Linked DNA regions of Hordeum vulgare: region 1 is linked to region 2. A link is a contact called in public Hi-C data. All regions are on one chromosome and are shown on one strand. The core of a region is the stretch at or near the end of the contact, and the rest is flanking DNA. Distances in the headings are between cores, read along the strand shown.

Region 1 (5,398 bases), core at 1,667-4,166, 140 kb after region 2:
ATGCGTCCATCCATGTCACCTGGAGGTGCTCCCATGCCTTCCATGAGAGACGCAAAACTCCTGTCTCACATGGTATCTCTAAAGCCACCCATGCCTCCCATGCCCCCCCATGGTAGCTCCGTAGCCACACATTCCTCCCATGCCGCGCATGGTAGCTCTGAAGCCACCCATGCCTCCCATGGTAGCCATGCCTCCAATGCCACCCATGCCACCCATGCCTCCCATAGTAGCTCCCATGCCTCCCATGGCCATGGCTCTTTTTTGGACCAAGACTTCTTCACTGGCAAGATTGACGTACTCCTTTTGCTTCTCATCGAGGGTAGATGTGTCCATGAAGACCAAGTATTTGTCTCATTCCAACAATCTAGTTCGCTCCTCCGTGGCCAATTTCTTCTCCTCCAATTCATGTAAAAACAACAATGAAAAGAAGTGGGCGAAGTCATACCTTGTGGGCATTTCATCGAACACGTTGTGCGCATCGACCGTCGGTGCAACAAGTGAGCACGCCGACGCTTCGGACGTCGCCGCATCCATCGCACGCCATGCAAGTTTCTTCTTCGGACGCATAAAGGAGTCGTCCGCCGCTTTGTTCTTCTTCCCGGACACCTTACCCGCCTTCGCTACCGCCGCATTTGGGAGCTTCGAGAGGGGGGCACGTGGCTATTGGAAATATGCCATAGAGACAATAATAAAATAGTTATTATTATATTTCCTGTTTCAAGATAATCGTTTATTATCCATGCTAGAGTATTATTGAATGGAAACACAAATACATGTGTGGATGCATAGACAAAACACTGTCCCTAGTAAGTCTCTAATTGACTAGCTCGTTGATCAAAGATGGTTAAGGTTTCCTAGCCATAGACAAGCGTTGTCACTTGATAACGGGATCACATCATTAGGAGAATGATGTGATGGACAAGACCCGAACTATGAACGTAGCATGTGATCGTGTTAGTTTATTGCTACTGTTTTCTCCATGTCAAGTATACATTCCTATGGCCATGACGTCATGTAATTCACTAACACCGGAGAAATGCCTTGTGTATCAAACGTCGAAACATAACTCGGTGACTATAAAGGTGCTCTACAGGTATCTCCGAACGTGTCCGTTGAGTTAGCATGGATCAAGACTGTGATTTGTCACTCCGTATGACAGAGAGGTATCTCGGGGCCCACTCGGTAATACAACATCACAAACAAGCCTTGCAAGCAATGCGACTAAAGAGTTAACCACGAGATATTGTATTACGGAACGAGTAAAGAGACTTGCGAATAACAAGATTGAAATAGGTATAGAGATACCGACGATCGAATCTCGGGCAAGTAACATACCGAAGGACAAAGGGAATGTTATACGGGATTAACTGAATCCTTGACATAGAGGTTCAACCGATAAAGATCTTCATATAATATGTAGGAGCCAATATGGACATCCAGGTCCCGCTATTGGTTATTGACCGGAGAGTGTCTCAGGTCATGTCTGCATAGTTCTCGGACCTGCAGGGTCTGCACACTTAAGGTTCGGTGACGTTTTGGTATTATTGAGTTATGTATGTTCGTGACCGGAAGTTGTTCGGAGTCTCGTATGAGATCCTGGACGTCACGAGGAGCTTCGGAATGGTCCAGAGGTAAAGATTGATATATAGGAAAGTTGCATTTGGCTTCCGGAAAAATTTCGGACATTACCGGTAAAGTACCGGGAGTGACAAATGGCTTCCGTGTTTTTACCAGGAGGGGCACCCACCCGGGAGAGGACCTAATAGGCCTAGAGGTGGCGCACCAGCCCCTAGTGGGATGGTGCGGCCAACCCAACAAACCTATTTTTCGACCAAGGTGCAAAAATAAAAGGAAAGGAAAAAAGGAATGAGGTGGCCAAGTAGGAAGGGAGTCCTCCACCGAACCGAATTGGAGGAGGAATCTCCTCCCTTGGCTCGGTCGAACCCTCTTCCTTGGAGTAGGAGGCAAGGCAACCCTCCCTCCTATTCCTCCTATATATAGTGGAGATTTTGAGTGCAAACTACAACAGAAAAGCCACGTGCTCCCCTCTCCTCCATAGATCGTCTCCCTCGTCTAGATTAGTCCGGCATAGCTTGACGAAGCCCTGCTGGATTACTTCACCACCACCACCGCCATGCCGTCGTGCTGCCGGAGAACTCATCTACCTCTCTGCCTCTCTTGCTGGATCAAGAAGGCGGAGATCGTCATCGAGTTGTACGTGTGCTGAACGCGGAGGTGTCGTCCGTTCGACGCTAGATCGGGACGGAGTTCGTGGGACGGCTTGCGATTTGGATCGTGAAGACATTCGACTACATTAACCGCGTTTCTTAACGCTCCCCACTTAGCGATCTACAAGGTATGTGGATCCGATCTCCCCTCTCGTAGATGATCATCACCATGGATAGGTCTTCCGTGTGCGTAGGATTTTTTTGTTTCCCATGCAACGTTCCCCAACAATGGCTTCACGACGGACGCGATGCGACGGCACCCACCGCCGAGGTCGACCGTGGCGCCATGAAAAGGCCGCGCGTGAGACCGGTGCTTGGAGGAGCACCGACGAAGGCGAAGCCAAAGCTCTTCAAGCTAGGGTTTGCGACGACGACGACGGCGGCGGCAGCGGTGGGGTCGCGGGTGCAGGAAGGGGTGATGAGGATGTTAGCGTGGCCGTTCATCAGGCGAATTCACCGGCGCAAACGTGGGTGGGGCGAAAACGGCACGGCTGGAGAGTGTGCAGCGTGCAAGAGCGAACGCATGAAATAAACAGTGTGCGATGCCATTTCATTCTGAACACTGAACCGTTTTTATCACGCTCGTATTTTTTACGTCTTAACTTGAGCGTTCGAAATGGCTGCGCAAAAACTGTATTTTTCCAGAGCACGGCCCTCATATCTTGAGGGTTTTGGAGATGCTCTAAAGTGAACCATCAACTGATCAACATTCGGTTCACCTCTTCCGAGTCAACTTCGACTCCGACCTTCCCAGCTCCAGTCCAACCCAGCCAGCTAGGCTCGCTGCCCCGTCGCATCCCTGCTTCCCAACGCCGTCCAGATCCGCCCCTGCCGCCATGGCCGACCCAGGAGACGAGCAGCGCGCGGCCCTGATCGCCGCGGCGTCTCTCTTCCCCGTGCCGGACGGCGCGACCTTCTCCTACGGGACGGCGGGGTTCCGCGCCGACGGGAGCACCATGGCCCCCGCGGTGTGCCGCGCCGGGATCGTGGCGGCGCTGCGCTCCGTGAAGCTGGGCGGCGCCGCCGTCGGGCTGGTCATCACGGCGTCGCACAACCCCGTCGGCGACAACGGCGTCAAGATCGTGGACGCCGACGGCGGCATGATGTCGCAGGCCTGGGAGCCCTTCTCCGACGCCCTCGCCAATGCCCCCACCCCCGACGCCCTCCTGCAGGTAGCTGAAAGATCAACTCAGCTGAGTTCTATACAGTTCTTCCTGCTCGTGCATACTTGCTGTATCTCTTACGTTGATTTGAATTCATAATGCCTCAGTTAGTTGGATAATAAAGAGGTCTAGCGATGCTAATTGTAGTATTGTACTGATGATGTTTGAAAGCCAAACCAGGATAGGATGCCTCGATTTTAGCATTGGATTGGACTAGTGGGATGCCTAAGATGTTCAGTTTATTCAGATTACTACTCGTAGTTCCTACCAACCTTCTCCTTCGTTATCACATTCCCTTGGGTCTTTGTTTATTTGCAGCTGGTGCTTCAGTTTGCAAAGGATGAAGGGATCACACTTGGTGGAGGTCACTCGGCACAAGTGCTGCTGGCAAGAGACACGAGGCCTACCGGAGAGTACCTCCTCGACGTTGCAACCAAAGTATGGCATTAACCCCCTCTGTTATGTTTTAGTAATAGTACGGACATATCTGTTGGTTGAGTTGATCTGATTATACTTATCTAAAACACTTTCGTGAAGGGTATAAGCGCAATAGTAGGTTCAGTTGCACTTGACATGGGGATCCTGACAACTCCACAGCTACACTGGATGGTTCGGAACAAAAACAAAGGATTGAAAGCCTCTGAAGCAGATTATTTCACACAAATCACCGAGTCATTCAGGTCGTTTGTCATTCCTGCACGTGTAATCAGTCACGGAGAACACTGCATTATTTGCTGAACAATTGCATTGATTGGCACAACAGGCATTTATTGGAATTAACCCCTGATGCTAAAGGCATCGATGAACTAAATGAGAAACTGATTGTGGATGGCGCAAATGGTATTGGTGGGTTGAAGTTGGAACAAATAAAGCCAAATCTGGCCAGATTAGACATTCTTGTGAGAAATTCAGGAAAAGAAGGAGAAGGAATACTGAATGAAAGGTGTGGTGCTGACTTTGTTCAAAAGGAGAAGGTTCTTCCTCTTGGGTTTGGCCCTGATGATGTTGGCGTCAGGTGAGTCTTGATTACTGTTTAAATTTGCTGCTATATGTTCATAATGATGGATACTTATGTGGACATTCTGATATAACATTCAGGTGTGCAAGTTTTGATGGAGATGCAGATAGACTTGTTTATTTTCATGTTACATCGCTTAGCAAGACTAGTGTTGATCTTGTCGATGGCGATAAGATATTATCACTATTTGTCCTCTTTATCAGAGAACAGTTGGATATTATCAATGGAAAAGACAACAAAGGATTATTGCCTACAAGGTTTGGTGTAGTTCAAACTGCTTATGCCAATGGAGCATCAACAGAATTTCTTAATAACCTTGGTCTTGAAGTTGTCTTCACTTCAACAGGAGTGAAATATCTCCACAAGAAAGCTCTAGAATACGATATTGGTATCTACTTTGAGGCCAATGGACATGGGACAGTGCTATTCGCTGATGAGTTTGTCTCGCGTCTAGTGTCTTTGACCGCTAAGCTTTCTGAAGCTGCAGGTGAGCTGTTCATGGCTTGTACAAAAGCTTTTTCATTCTTTTTTGTTAGTTCATGTATTGTTTTCCCCGTGTTGATCTAAATTCTCTTCCCTTAACTCTTTCCTCAGGTTCTCCACAGCACCAAGCTGCCTTGAGATTATTAGCGACAAGTCAATTAATTAATCAAGCAGTGGGTGACGCTATAAGTGGAATGCTTTTGGTGGAGGCTGTTTTACAGCATAAGAGATGGTCATTCCAGAATTGGTGTGACCTATACACTGATCTACCAAGCAAACAACTCAAGGCAAGTTGTTACTTTTGTAATTATAGAATGCACTACTCCAAGTTGCTATTTTGCCTCCATAATTGTGACGGTTGTTCAGGTTAAAGTGAAAGATCGGACTACTATTGTTACAACCGATGCAGAACGGAAAGTTTGCCAACCATCTGGCTTGCAAGAATTGATAGATAAGGAAGTCGGTGAGTAATATCTCATTTGTGTGACATTTTTGTTCGATCTAAA
Region 2 (5,246 bases), core at 1,248-3,747:
TATGGATTTTCTAAACATCAGGATCAGAAAAAGCTTGTTATATCTTACCTGCTCTTTTGTCCAGCTCTTGCAGATGTTTCTAAGGTAAAGAGTATTATCACCTCTAGAAGCTGATACTTTAACCATTTCCCCTGTCACCTGAGAAAAATAATATGCAAAGAAAATAATGGCCGTTATTCAACAAACTAAGACATATTCAAAGAAAAACCATTCGAGGGACAGAAGGGTTTATTGCGTCAAAACCTCAGCTCCCTCCTTAAATTCGGCAAGAGCCTTCTTTGCAGCTTCAGTGCTCATATAACGAACGAATGCAACGCCGCCATTCTTTTTTCTAATTCTTTTAATAGATTCGATCTCTCCGAATTGAGAAAAGACCTCTGTAATGTCTTTCTCGGGACAACCCTTAGGCAATCCATGAAGAAATATTTGTAAGTCTTTAGCATTGCCCACTGAAACTGAACCCAGTGTGAGCAATGAGGAGTCAAGTTCACCATTCTGCACCTCAGAATGGACATTCAACTGGCAGGCAACACCATCCTCGTCGTTATTCCCATTTGTACCTTCATGCCCAGATTCTTCATGTTCTTCTTCAGATAGTTCATTCATGTCTGGAGCATACATGGAAAAGATGACCGCGTTAAAACCATCAACTAGTTGGACATAGTATAGGGCACGAGAAACATGATTTTTGCAAGCAATTTGCATTTTTTATCCGACAGGAAATAGTGTCAAGCATAATGTTCAGCATAAGAATGTGTGTTATATGACAAAAATACACAGCAGTATTCCTCACAAATAGATTTTATGTTTGGTGCTAATAGACAAATAAACTACTGAACATTCCAACCATGAGGGTACATGTTTAATGAGATGGCACTCGGTCTCTATGGCAACCTTGCTTTATGTAAAAACCGACAAAATTGGCATATGCCATATATGAATTAGCTAATTGTCAGCTTCATGTCTTCGGTCCATTTTGACACATAAGTGCTCACCAATAAGCAAGTGAGGGTACAAAATCTATTGACAAAGGCTAAACAAAATCTCCATTTCCCATGCAACATTATTAATACGAGATTCCTCCACCCTCAACCTAACAACACCAAACTGTAAGCGATAACGTCTAACACAAGTCCAGTCAAAAACAAGATTATTATTGCTATAAAAAAAGATAGCATTGAACTGCGTAATATACGTGAATAGGCTAGCCCTACTTACCATCTGGGGCGGCACCTTCTCCCGGGAGCTCTGTAGTATCCTCTTCCATTGCATCCTCTTCAACTTCCTCCTCTTCTGCCTCTTCCATTGCATCCTCTTCAACTTCCTCCTCTTCTGCCTCTTCCATTGCATCCTCTTCAGCTTCCTCCTCTTCTGCCTCTTCTAGTCCATCATCCACATTAGCGGCCTCCTCTACCACGGCAGACTCCAACCCTGTAACTTCACCGCCGCCCTCCTTGGATACCGTTACCATTGATTTCTCCTCATCACCGCCATCCACAGTCGCCGTCTTCTCCGACCCAGCCGCCAGAACGGTATCCTTCTCATCATGCTCGACTTCATCGGATTCCTCCTCAGCGTCCTCAGCATCCTCCTCCGCGTCCTCTAGATCCTCCTCCGCTTCCTCGGGATCATCCTCCGCATCAGGGTCCTCCTCCTCCAACACCTCCTCATCCGGCTCCTCCTCGTAGGCTTCCTCCTCTAGGGACTCCGCCCCGGTGGCCTCCTCACGCCCCACCTCACCGAGATCCTCCACCGCCATCTTGTCGTTCCCGCCACCATCCTCCGCAACCGTAACACTAGCCTCCGCCGACTCGGGAGGGGTCGCCGACACAACCGGAGGGGGCGCCGGGGAGGTATCTGGCGGGGCGGCCGCGGGAGTGGTCTCCGCCGCAACAGGAGGGGGCGCCGGGGATCTCTCTGCGGTAGCGGACGCGGGAGGTGTCTCCGCCGCAACAGGAGGGGGCGCCGGGGAGGTATCTGGCGGGGCGGCCGCGGGAGTGGTCTCCGCCGCAACCGGAGGGGGCGCCGGGGATCTCTCTGGGGTGGCGGACGCGGGAGGAGTCTCCGCCGCAACCGGAGGGGGCGCCGAGGAGCTCTCTGGGGAGGCGGCCGCAGCCCGCGGCCGCCGCCGGGGTTTCCTGGCTTTGGCCGGAGGCATGGGGAAGGTCGCCGAGGGTTTGCTGTGTAAGGTTCGGTGTCGTGGTTCGACGGTGAGGTTGGAGATTGGAGTTTGGAGATATGTTACGACCTCTGCCTCCCACGGCCTGCCTACAGCGAGCGCCTCTACTCCAACGGCCCGTCGTCACTACTGGGCTGGAGTGCCTTTCGTCTGATCAAGCCCAACAGCCGGTTTGCAGCCCAAGACTGAGACACCACACGCTAGGTTAAGAAGGCGTCGATCCCTCGTGCGCGAGGGTGTGGTTGATGTATTTCGTACCTGTCGGCGGCTTCTCTCTCTTGAACCCCCTTCTTCCTCTCGCGTGAACCTCGGATTCGGCTGAATCCTTGTATCAAACCGGTGATTGAGAGTAAATCCCACTTGAAGCGTAATAATTGGTGTGAGAGCCACTCCGATCTTCACGAAATTTTTCCACGTCATCAATCTGGCCGGCCGATTTCCCTCCATCATCCAGACCCAACACGGAAAAACCGCATCCATGGAGGAAACCAACAAGGCATTGGCTAATCTGACGGCGACGATCACCGCCATGTCCGCCCAGCTCAGCGAGATCCACCCGCCGTTCTTGAGCTCCAAGGGTGGAGGCCGACGATCGAGCGTTCAGTAGACATGGAGGTCACGAAGTTGCGTCAGAGCATCCACGCGATGCGCACGGCGCCCGCATCAGCCCCTGATCCGGCGCTGACCAAGGAGAAGGAGACGGCACCGCTGATCCGCCTCGCGAATCTGTCGCCCATGCTTCATCCGCGGCGAACGCATCTGTGCATCGACCAGGCGAGTAGCTACAAGCTCGTGGTGATTGCACTCATGGGCCCATCGTCCACGACGTTTGCAACGGATCTACGGGGGAAATCGTTGAGGGAGACACACACACCCCCACGGTTGCCTCCGACCAAGGTTGAGCGGGCGGAGACCGTTCCAAGTGAACCAGACTGTTGTGTGTTGTCCAAGGAAGCCCTGGAAGGAGCAGAATCACCCATGATAATGTGTTTGCATGGCTGGGTGCAGCAATGCGAAGTTCTGATGCTGGTGGACTCTGGATCATCTCATAGTTTCATCAATTCATCTTTGGCTCACCAATTGCAAGGGGTCCAGTAGGCGCGTCACCCCTTGTCTGTGTGTGTGGCAAATGGAGGCATTATTCGCAGTGATCAAGAGATACCGGGGTGTGAGTGGCGTTCTCAAGGGGTCAAATTCACCACCAACCTCAAGATTCTGCCCCTCGGGTGTTATGATGTGATTTTGGGGATTGATTGGCTGGCCTGTAATATCCCTATGCAAGTACGTTGGTTGGAGAAGACAATGAATTTTTAGCACCAAGGGAAGTGTGTGCACCTCTTTGAAGTCCGCGCGGATGTCACTCGTTGTGACCTCATCTCCGGAACAGAACTCCACATCCTGCTTGACCGAGATGCAGTCATCACAGTCGTCCAACTATGTGCCGCTCCTCAGGACATGGAGCAGCCACAGATTTCGGAGGCTTTGGGCGAGCTGATTGAGCAGTTTGGGGTCTTGTTTGAAGAGCCTAAAGGATTGCCACCGCAGATCTTTTGATCATTCCATTCCTCTGGCCCTTGATGCAAGACCTATGAATCTGCGCCCCTACAGGCACAGCCCAGCGCAAAAAAGATGAGGTGGAGAGGTAGGTGGCACGATGTTAGAGCAAGGCATCATTCGGCTAAGTGTGAGTCCATTCGCGTCGCAGGTCCTATTGGTGCAGAAGAAAGACCTCACTTGGCGGTTCTGCGTGGACTACCGGCATCTCAACGCCATCACGGTCAAAAATCGCTACCCACTACCTGTGATCAAAGAGATTTTGGACGAACTAGCAGGATCTCGTCTGTTTACTAGCTTGGATCTTCGTGTGGGGTACCACCAAATTCGGATGAGGCATGAAGATGAGCATAAAACAACGTTTAAAACACACCATGGGCACTTTGAATTCAAGGTCATGCCTTATGGCGTCACTGGTGGACCAGCCACATTCCAGGGAGGCATGAACATTGTACCGTCTCCCCTGCTCCAGAAAGGCGTGCTGGTATTCATCGATGACATCTTGATCCACAACGCACACGAGGATGCACACCTCAGTCTGTTATGACAAGTCTTCCAACTGCTCAAAGACCACAACCTGAAGATCAAACGTAGCAAATGCTCTTTTGCTCGACCAAAACTACTGTACTTGGGGCATGAGATCAGCGGTGATGGTGTTCGCACAGATCGCAAGAACATTGCAGCAGTTCAAAACTGGCTAGTCCCTACTAGTGTCAAAGGAGTGCGGGGATTTATGGGTCTTGTTGGGTATTATCGCAAGTTTGTGCATGGTTTTGCCGTCACCTGTCGACCACTTAAGGATCTTCTCAAGAAAGGTGTCGTATTTCGATGGATGGAGCTGGAGGATGGTGCCTTTCGGGCTCTTCAGGAGGCGTTGATCACGACACCAGTGTTGGCAGTGCCCAATTTTACCAGACCCTTTGAGCTAGAAACAGATGCATCAAACTATGGCATCGGGGCAGTGTTGTCTTAGGATAAGCACTCTATCGGGTACTTGAGTCGTGCTTTGGGACCATGTAACAGGATGCTTAGCACATTTGAGAATGAAGGCTTGGTGATTTTGCTGGCAGTAGACCATTGGAGAACTTATGTGTAAAATGATGAATTCACAGTACACACGGGCCAGCGGAGCGTGATTCATGTGGAAGACCAGCGACTGGCCACCCCTTAGCAGCAAAAGATCATGACAAAGATGTTCGGCCTGAGGTACCGCATCGTGTACAAAAAAGGTATGGACAACCGGGCCGCTGATTCTCTTTCATGCATGCTCGTACCTCCCCATGGTGACCTTGCAACCATCACTACAGTTATGCCAGCTTGGCTGGAAGCAGTCCGGCAAGGTTACCAAGATGACCCCGCAGCTAGGGCCTGTTGACTCGGTTGGCCACTCGCAAAGATCACCCAGATAGCTAATCGCTCCAAGATGGCATTATTCGGCAGCACGGGCGGGTTTGGCTGGGTGACAATGTGGACCTCCAAAAGCAAGTGTTGGATGCCCTTCATGCAGGCGCTA

Evidence for each region. A called contact is a pair of places that touch in the nucleus more often than the background predicts.
Region 1: a Hi-C map of seedling shows a contact between it and region 2, with 1.7 times the contacts expected there. The contact joins the promoter of LOC123413261 here to the promoter of LOC123407740 in region 2. A contact is called at or near these places in 1 of 6 Hi-C or Micro-C datasets (seedling) and 1 of 1 datasets of contacts at active chromatin or transcription factors (embryo).

What each region holds. Positions count from the first base shown.
Region 1 is chr7H:102,136,729-102,142,126 of MorexV3_pseudomolecules_assembly, forward strand. LOC123413261 (phosphoacetylglucosamine mutase) reads left to right here and starts at 2,917. Exons shown (of 8, transcript XM_045106198.1): 1 at 2,917-3,400; 2 at 3,710-3,829; 3 at 3,929-4,071; 4 at 4,155-4,406; 5 at 4,490-4,896; 6 at 5,004-5,179; 7 at 5,259-5,355. The coding sequence starts at 3,065.
Region 2 is chr7H:101,993,512-101,998,757 of MorexV3_pseudomolecules_assembly, forward strand. LOC123407740 reads left to right here and starts at 2,498. Exons shown (of 1, transcript XM_045100940.1): 1 at 2,498-4,798. The coding sequence starts at 2,789. The coding sequence ends at 3,277. LOC123412679 (nucleolin-like) reads right to left here and starts at 2,252. Exons shown (of 11, transcript XM_045105624.1): 1 at 1,219-2,252; 2 at 244-608; 3 at 49-138. The coding sequence starts at 2,158.